Regions from separate parts of the Strix aluco genome. Here region 1 is linked to region 2. Evidence: chromatin contacts called from public Hi-C data. All regions are on one chromosome and are shown on one strand. The core of a region is the stretch at or near the end of the contact, and the rest is flanking DNA. Distances in the headings are between cores, read along the strand shown.

What was found. Hi-C and Micro-C count contacts between places; a contact is called where the count stands out from the background.
Region 1: a Hi-C map of brain shows a contact between it and region 2, with 7 times the contacts expected there. The contact joins the promoter of MCFD2 here to the promoter of SOCS5 in region 2. A contact is called at or near these places in 2 of 2 Hi-C or Micro-C datasets (brain and heart).

The regions. Positions count from the first base shown.
Region 1 is chr3:35,156,136-35,160,098 of bStrAlu1.hap1, reverse strand. MCFD2 (multiple coagulation factor deficiency 2, ER cargo receptor complex subunit) reads left to right here and starts at 2,189. Exons shown (of 4, transcript XM_074818087.1): 1 at 2,189-2,262; 2 at 3,159-3,307. The coding sequence starts at 3,165. It overlaps TTC7A (tetratricopeptide repeat domain 7A), which reads right to left and starts at 2,087. Exons shown (of 21, transcript XM_074818080.1): 1 at 2,006-2,087.
Region 2 is chr3:35,004,467-35,008,409 of bStrAlu1.hap1, reverse strand. SOCS5 (suppressor of cytokine signaling 5) reads right to left here and starts at 1,997. Exons shown (of 3, transcript XM_074818073.1): 1 at 1,862-1,997.

The DNA.
Region 1 (3,963 bases), core at 940-3,439, 150 kb before region 2:
AAACATTTCTTAACCTACAAACATCTCCCCCCACCATGCTTTTCCATTGTGAAGTTTATTATTGCATCCCAGAAAGTTTGAATTAACTCTAGGGCCACATCCTAGAAACACTCCTCTAAAGCAGAGGGTTTATTCATAGAAATAGCTCCTCTGACTTGAACAGTAGAACCTCTCGCACCAGTGTGGTGGCTAAAGATCTCTTCACAACTTACTGCTGTTGACTACAGACACAGAATTTTACATTTCTAAGTTAGGCTGCCTCACTTCTTACAAGCAATTTCATTTAAAAAGAAGCAAAATTGTGTGTTGTAAGAGGGGAAAAAAGCTAAGAATACATTTGCTATTTATGAAACCCGTCTTACATGGGAAAGGATACTTGAATGATCCCAAGCCTTTAAATAAAGCAGTCCCGTAGGGAAATGGAGAGAGAGAACTAAGGACATCCGGAACAGGGTGGGGAAGGCCAAGAGGGAATCCGCATCACACCTATCGAGAACTTGAAAAGAGACGTTTCCAAACACGGAAGATTTTGGTCGGTAGCCCGGCCGCCGCCCAGCCGAACTTGTTAAATTAGAAGGCGGGCACCGAGCGCAGCAGCCGCCAGCCGCGTCCAGGAGCTTATCGGGGCGAGGGCAACACCCCAAACGCAGGGAAGCGCCGAGCGAGCGCCGCAGCCCCCGCTCCCACCGACAGCCCCAAGCAGTGCGTGTCCCCTCGCAGCCCGGCGGGCTCGGAAGCGCTGACACGAAGAGTTATCGTCCTGAGCGCCGTCTCCCGGGCTCCTGCCACCTCTCCTGGACATCCCGCCCTCCCGCCGCCGGGCCGGGGCACCTACGGGAGACACCGGACGACTCCCCACTGCCTCCGTCGGCACCCCGGCACTCCCCAGCCCTCTTCCACAACCCCGGGAGACCGGGCAGCCGCAGCTCCCGCCCGCGTGAGCCCACTGGGCCGGGGCTGCCGAGCCCCGGGCGCGGGTACGGAGCGAGAAGCCGGCCCCGCCGCCGCCCCACACCCGGGCGGTCCGGTATCGGCGGCCGTCCCGCCGCTCTGCCCCACCCTGCCCGCCCCCCGCCGCCGCTTACCCGCGTCCTGCGCGCCCCCCACCGCCGCCTTGCGCGGCGGCCGCGCCGGCGGCCGGAGCTGCTGGGCCAGGTACCGGAGCGGCCCCCACTGCCCCTCCGCCCGGCACCGCTCGATCTCCCCCTCCAGCTTCACGTGCGAGTGCGAGCCCTTGGCCGCCATCTTAGAGCCGGGCCCGCCCCGCCCGCCCGCGGGGAGTCCCCGGCGGCGGCGCCCGGGAGGCGCCCAGAGCGTGTGCGGGGCCGCGGTTCCGGGCGGGTGGCCCCGGCAGGTGCCCGGCGGGGCGGGGCGGCACGGCTCGGCTCCCTGCCCGAGGCCTGCGACCGGGGCCGGCGGCTCCTTCCGGCCACCCCACCCTGCCGCCTCTCACTTGACGCCCGAGGCAGCGAGCCGTGCCCCGGCGTCGCGGCCCGCCGAGGGCGCTGCGCCTACCCGGCCGCCCTCGGCCTGTCGTGCACAGCGGGCCTGCGGGGCCCGAGACGCGCCGCCCCGGGGCTCCCGTCCTCGTCGGTAAGGGCCAGGGGTGCTGCTCCCCCGCCAAGGCCCTCGGAAGCCCTCTAAACCCCAGGCCTCTGCCGTCAGCCCTTCCCCACAGCCACCGCCCCGCTTCAGTCGCGACTCCAGCACAGAGGAACCGGCGAGGGCGTGAGGGACGAGCCGGGAGCCCGCATCGCTCCCCGAAGTCGGAGCTTGCTCTGAGGGCTGTGACTCGAGGGGCGAAAGCAATCGGTGTTTGCGCGTCGCGTATAAAATAATGAGAGCTTCGACATTCCGTGAGGGAGGGGGCGGGCGGAGAGAGCGCACAGTTTATAAAACACAGAGGGGAATGGCGGCCGCGCGGGGCGGGGAAGGGGCTGTGGAGCGGCCGCGAGGGAAATGCGCGGAGCCGGGGCCAGCCCCGTCCGGCACCCTCCGGACTCACGCTGCAACTCCCGCCGTCCTCCGTCCTCCGGCTTCGCCCCGGGCACGGCCAGCGGGAGCGCACCGCGCACCCTTCTGGAGGGGGGCTCCCCTCACCAGAGGCCGCTCGGGGCGGAGCGGCGGGGCGGGGCAGGGATACTCGCCCCGCCCACCCCGGCGGCCCCGCCCCGCGGCGGGGCGGGGCGCTCCACCTGTCCGTCCGCGAGGGCTCCACGTGGAATTCCAGGAGCGGTGACGTGAGCCCCGCTCGGCGGAAAGGTGCAGCCAATGGGCGGGAGGAGGGGGCGGGGCCGAGCGCGGCGCGTGCGCCGGGTCAGGGGTGACGCCGGGGATGGTGGCCGCCCTGCCCCGCACCCGGAGCCCGTGGGAGGGACGGCGCGGCGGCCGCGGCCATCCGCCGGAGGGTGCGTAGCCTGGCGGCGGCGGCGACGAGACCTCTCCGTCCGCCCCGGCAGCCGAGGCTGGAGCGGGGTGTGCCGCGGCCTAGGCGGGGATCGCCCCGGGGGTCCTGCCGGGTGGGGGAGGCCGCGGGCGGGAGGCCCGCGCGGTGCCCGCTGTGAGGGCCTCCGGCATCGCTCCGTGCCGAGACGGCTGCCAGCCGGGGGTTGCGTCCGCGGGCGAGAACGGGGAAGCTGAACCCAGCAATCGGCTCCTCTAGTCGCCTCGCTGGGCACCGGTCGGCTCCGCGCACCCTGCGGAAGCGCTTCAGTGGCCCGTGAAGCGAGCGCTGCAACGACCGTTGCGTTTTTGAAGTTGGATGTTACTTAGGGCATGCAGCCTGAGTAGATCTAACTAGATGCAGTCCCTTTGATATCGTAAGCGACCTTTACTCCCGTAGCTGCAGGCAGGTCTGCGTGAAGCTGGTGTGGTTGGTTGTCTGGAAGCTGTGTGAAGACCCGAGCGTGGTTAAAGAGTGTGCGTTCGCTGCCTGAAAAAAAAAAAGTAATTCTCTGAAGATTACTGCGTGCTTCCTTGAAACAAGGATCCTCAGAGAAATTCTTAATTGGAGCTCTCTGGTTTTCTGAGTGCTAACTGCTTCAAATGAAGCAACTTCTTCTAGGCCTTAGTGAGATTATTTCTAAGCACTCTGTAAATCTGCTGAAAGTAGATTGAATATTTCATCTTTGGGGGGGGGAATGTTTTCCTTTTTGTAGGAGATCATGATGGCGCAAAGGATATTTAGAATACGTTTGCTGTTCTGCTTTCTGGCTGCATTCTTCATCTCTGCCCTAGCTGAGGAACACGTAGGAGAGAGTCAACATGCAAATATTCGCCTTGATAAGAACTTGGTACAAGATAAAGAGTATGTGTTCCATGTTCTAAAAATATAAACTTCTTAATGACTTGGTTATCTCTTAAATCTTGCTATGTGAGTTGGACTTAAGCCTAGGGCACCCTCTTTTCTCAGGATAGTGTATGACTAGTTAGAGCCAGATATGAGACATGCTTGCTCGATAAGTTTGTAGAGATACTGGACCTAGAAAGGTCTCCCTGGAGCCTTTAGCCCTACTCATACTATAAAGAATTTTTTAGAGGAATCCTGCTTACCTAGATCAACATACTTTAGACAAAATTGTATTGTGAACAGGTAGAGCGAGAGTTTTTTTTCTCATTCGCTTCTTCATAGAGATAAAACAGTGATAGCAGCAAATAAAACACCCTAGAGTACTTCATGTTTGACTGGGAAAGATCTTTCTCCAGTTCCTGTGCTTTGGAAGACGGCCAGAAGGAGATTTTGGGCACTGCTTCCCTTGTTTTGATAACCTGCTTAGGCCAGAAGAAATAGACATAGCTAGGTATTAGAGGCCACTAAGGCACCTGTAACAAACAACCTTTGTTCCCCCTTCTCCTTAGTATAAAACCTGGTTGTTCAAGGTGCTTTTAGAGATACAATATTTCCAGTGTACTTGACTGTCTGATCAAAGACTAAATTTGATGTAAACAGAGCATTAAATATTA
Region 2 (3,943 bases), core at 748-3,247:
TTCCAGTATTGGGTCCTAACTCATATGATATTAACAAAATTATTACAGTGAAACTACTCTAAAGCTATGTTTTAAATGATAACACACTTTAAAAAATATTTACTGTGGTACTTGCAACCACAGAAGGGTCTTTTTTGCCATTCACACAGAAGGGAAAAAAAAAAAAGTGCCCTGAAGCTCATCTCTAAGGGAATTTTAAGTTCAAAAAATAATTACACAGAGATGTTAAGATGAAGTAAAAACTCAAGAAAACAGAACACTCAACTGTATTTGAAGCATTTAGATAGGCATGAAAATGCAGTTTAGTCTTCTGCATCATATTTTAAAGCCAGGAAAAAACCTCTCAAGATTTTTACTCTCATCTTGCTATCCAATGCACATACTTAGTTCACCTGCCTTCTGAAGGAGGCAGATCAATTTAAAACAATAACCAGTCAACTTCCATGCAAATTTATGGAATATATTTATTTTTAAATAAGGTTATATAAATGCAAGCTTTAGGAGGACTTTCCATTCATACCATCTCCCTGCAAATAGTTCACTTGGGCCACATCTATCCCCAAAATATTTTCTTGTTATAGGAGTATACTGCACCAACAAAGCACTCCTGAAGTTGTTGCAATTTATGTGAGAAAAGTCATACCTTTACCAAACTCACAAACCACACCAGAATCAGCTTCAGTGGGAAAGCACTGTATTTGTTGTAAGAGGGTTTGTGTGGCATGGTCAGGGATCACACCTCACATGATGGGATATGGTACCCCATGATGATGATTTATAGTTTATAATCACAGAAACGTTGCGGAAAACTTCAACAAGCTTTAGAGGAGACAGGAGGAAAGAAAAAAACAAAACGACAGAAGCATTCTGTGAGTATTCAGAGAATAGAAGTGTAACTATCGCACATGCTGTGTTCATAAGAATACATGATCAGATGTCACACAAACCTGATGAAAGAAACATATCAGAGACATAAATGTATTCCACGAGATTAAGCTATTGTGATTCAATGCAAGTACTGAATTACAAAGTTAACAACAGCAGAAATAACATGATTTACTGCTTCTACGATTCCAAGAAACCATTCATAACTTTGAGTTGGATGCATATAAAGACGACTTCCAAACTTTTATGAGTGCTCGTGAAGGAAACAGCTGATGTTTTACCTATCATCCTCCACAGAAGGGGTTAACAGTAGGTTGTGTGCCCTGAAGACTCCTGAACGGCAATTTTGTAAGGGTGATTTCCATACGGACAAACCCGCGTGCAAACACAACCACAGGAGACCGCCGACCAAAGCCCCCTGCTCCTGCACCAGCTTCCAAATCCAGCTGGAAGCCCGAGAGGAGCAGCAGCCCGGCGCTGCCTCCCCGACACGGGGCACCCCCGACCGACTGCCTTGGGGTGCCGGCACCGGATTCGGGCCGGAGCAGGTTTAAGCCCCAGCCCCCCGGGCTTCGCCGCAAACACCAGCCCCGGCTCCACCCGCCTCCCTCAGGAGGCAGGAGGGTGGCCGGCACCGAGCGGAGCTGCCCTCCCCCCCCACCCCGCTGTCGTCCCGCGTCCCCCCCACTCTCCGCCCCGGGGCGGCCTTCTCCCCCGCGGCACCCCGCCGCGCCCGGCCCGGCCGAGCCCCGCGGCGACAGTCCGCAGCCCAGCCCTCCCGCTCGCCCGGCCCCGTCCCTTCCCCCAGCTCCCTCGGGCGCTGGCTGCCCGCTGCCGCTCCCCGCCTCCCTCACGGAGCCGCGGCCTCGGCGGGCAGCAGCGGGGCCGGGGCCGCGGCGGGGAGCGGCCGCCTCTCGCCGCCGGGGGGCGAGCGGCGCAGGTCCCGTCCGCCGAGCCCCGACCGGGAGGCACCTACCGCTGCGCCGCGGTCGGGACAGCGACGCCTCAGCGCCGTCCCGGCGGCCCCACCGGCCGCAGCATCCTTCGCCGCCCCGCCCGGGCCCGCCGCCTGCCGCTCGGCGCGGACGGAGCGATCCAGCGGAGCCCCCTCCCCGGCCCCCCTCCGCCGAATGGAAAATAGTTCCCCGGGCCCCGGAGCGGAGAGAGCGGGAGCGACACCTCGCTAGCCAATGACAGTGGGCCTGGCCCTCTGCGGCGCCAATGGGAGCGGCAGGCTGGCCGAGGCGGGGCGTCGCCCAGCCTACCGGGCCGCAGCGTTCGGGCTGACCCGCTAGGATGTCTCCGGCTGGCCTCCATTGACGACCATCTTGGAGTCGGGCACGATGCCCAATCTGGGAAGGGGCTGGCCGGCGGCCATTTTGGGTTCGGGCGAGGGGCGCGGGGAGGGGCTGGGTCACGTGGAGGGGGCCGACGGGAGGAAGCGGCGGGGGCGGGGCGACCGCCGGCTGCCGGGGGCAGGGGGCTCAGCTCGGCCCCCCTCGGCCCCCCTCCGCCGTGCCGTGCCGTGCCGTGCCGTGCCGTGCCGTGCCGTGCCGTGCCGTGCCGTGCCGTGCCGTGCCGTGATTCACCCGTGACACTCGGCGTCAGAATCGGAACGGCGGTAGCAGCCAGGGGCTGGCCGGCGGGAGCCGCCCGGGTGCTTGTCCCCGGAGCGGAGGCCGAGGGGCTCCCCGCGGGCGGCGGTTAAGACGTGTCCGGCCGCCCTGGCCGTGCGGACCAGACCCCCCGCACCCGGGCGGGGTCGGCCCCAGCTGGGCAGCGCGTCGCGCGGCCTCCGACATCGCCGCCAGCGCGGGCCCCCCCGAGCGAGCTGGGGGCTGCCCGGGTCCGGCTGCCCGGGTCCGGCCGCCCGGGTCCGGCGGCGGCGCAGGCCCCGGTGGCTCCGCTCGCCCTTGGGAGCTTTGAGGAAGTGTTGAGAGCAGCTCCCCAACGAGGTGCATGTTTTTCCTTTTTAAAGAGGTGGCTCCGTGGGTGACAGAGTTGCTGGGGCAGCGGCTCGTTTAGGTAACGCCTCCAGCTGCCCTAGCACTGTATTTGAGGAAGTCAAACGGTTCCTTGTAAGCAGAAGGGACTACTAAATGCTTACAAATTGAGACTCTTGAAGACACGTGGGTAACGTTGGAAGGGAGTAATACCCCGTTCAAAACAGCTTCCTCTCCTTTCTCTTCCTCCGTATAATGGGGAGTAAATTAATTGCTTGGCTAAAGTACAGATGAAGTACATTGGATCGTGTCAAAGGAATCACTCATTGCTGCACCCGTACAAAAACACAACTTGGTATTCCAAGTAACAGGGCACATCTCATCTTTCAGCATCTAGCAGACAAACTGGGACATTACAGTACAGAAGGTGGACAGTTAGATGGGAAAAAAATGAGGGTTTTCATCAGGCCCAGAAGGTAGGGGTCCATGGGTTTTACTCTATTGGAAGCCAGTAGCAAGCAGAGTACCACAGGCGTCAGTTCTGTCTGACATCCTTCTCAGTGACTTTTGAAGAGGAGACGGAGTGCATGCTCATAAAGTTTGCAGGTGATGCCAAAGTGTGACAGTGGAAATGCTGGAGGACAGAGCTGCCATTGAAGGGGGTCTAGACTGGTCGGAGGAATGGCCTGACAGGAAGTCTATGAAATTCAGCAAGTCCAGCGCTTGGGAAGGAAGAGCCCTTTGCAACAGTACAGGCTGCGGACTGGTGGGCTGGGGAGCAGCTTTGCAGGAAAGGGCATGGGGTCTTGGTGGACAGCAAGTTGACCATGAGCCAGCAGTGTGTCCTTGCAGCAAGGGAAGGCAAAGAGCATCCTGGATTGTACCACCAGGAGCATAGCCAGTAGAACAGTGTGTCCAGTTTTTGATTCCCAAGTGCAAGAAAAACCTCAACAAACTGTAGCAAGTTCAGTGGAGGCCACCAAGTTGTCCAGGGGAAGCTACAGCACTTACACTGTGAGGAGAGGCTGAGGTAACAGGCCTCATTCAGCTTGGAGAAGAGGCAGCTTTGGAATACTTCTGCATACAGATCACAGCCTAGCATATACATTACCAGC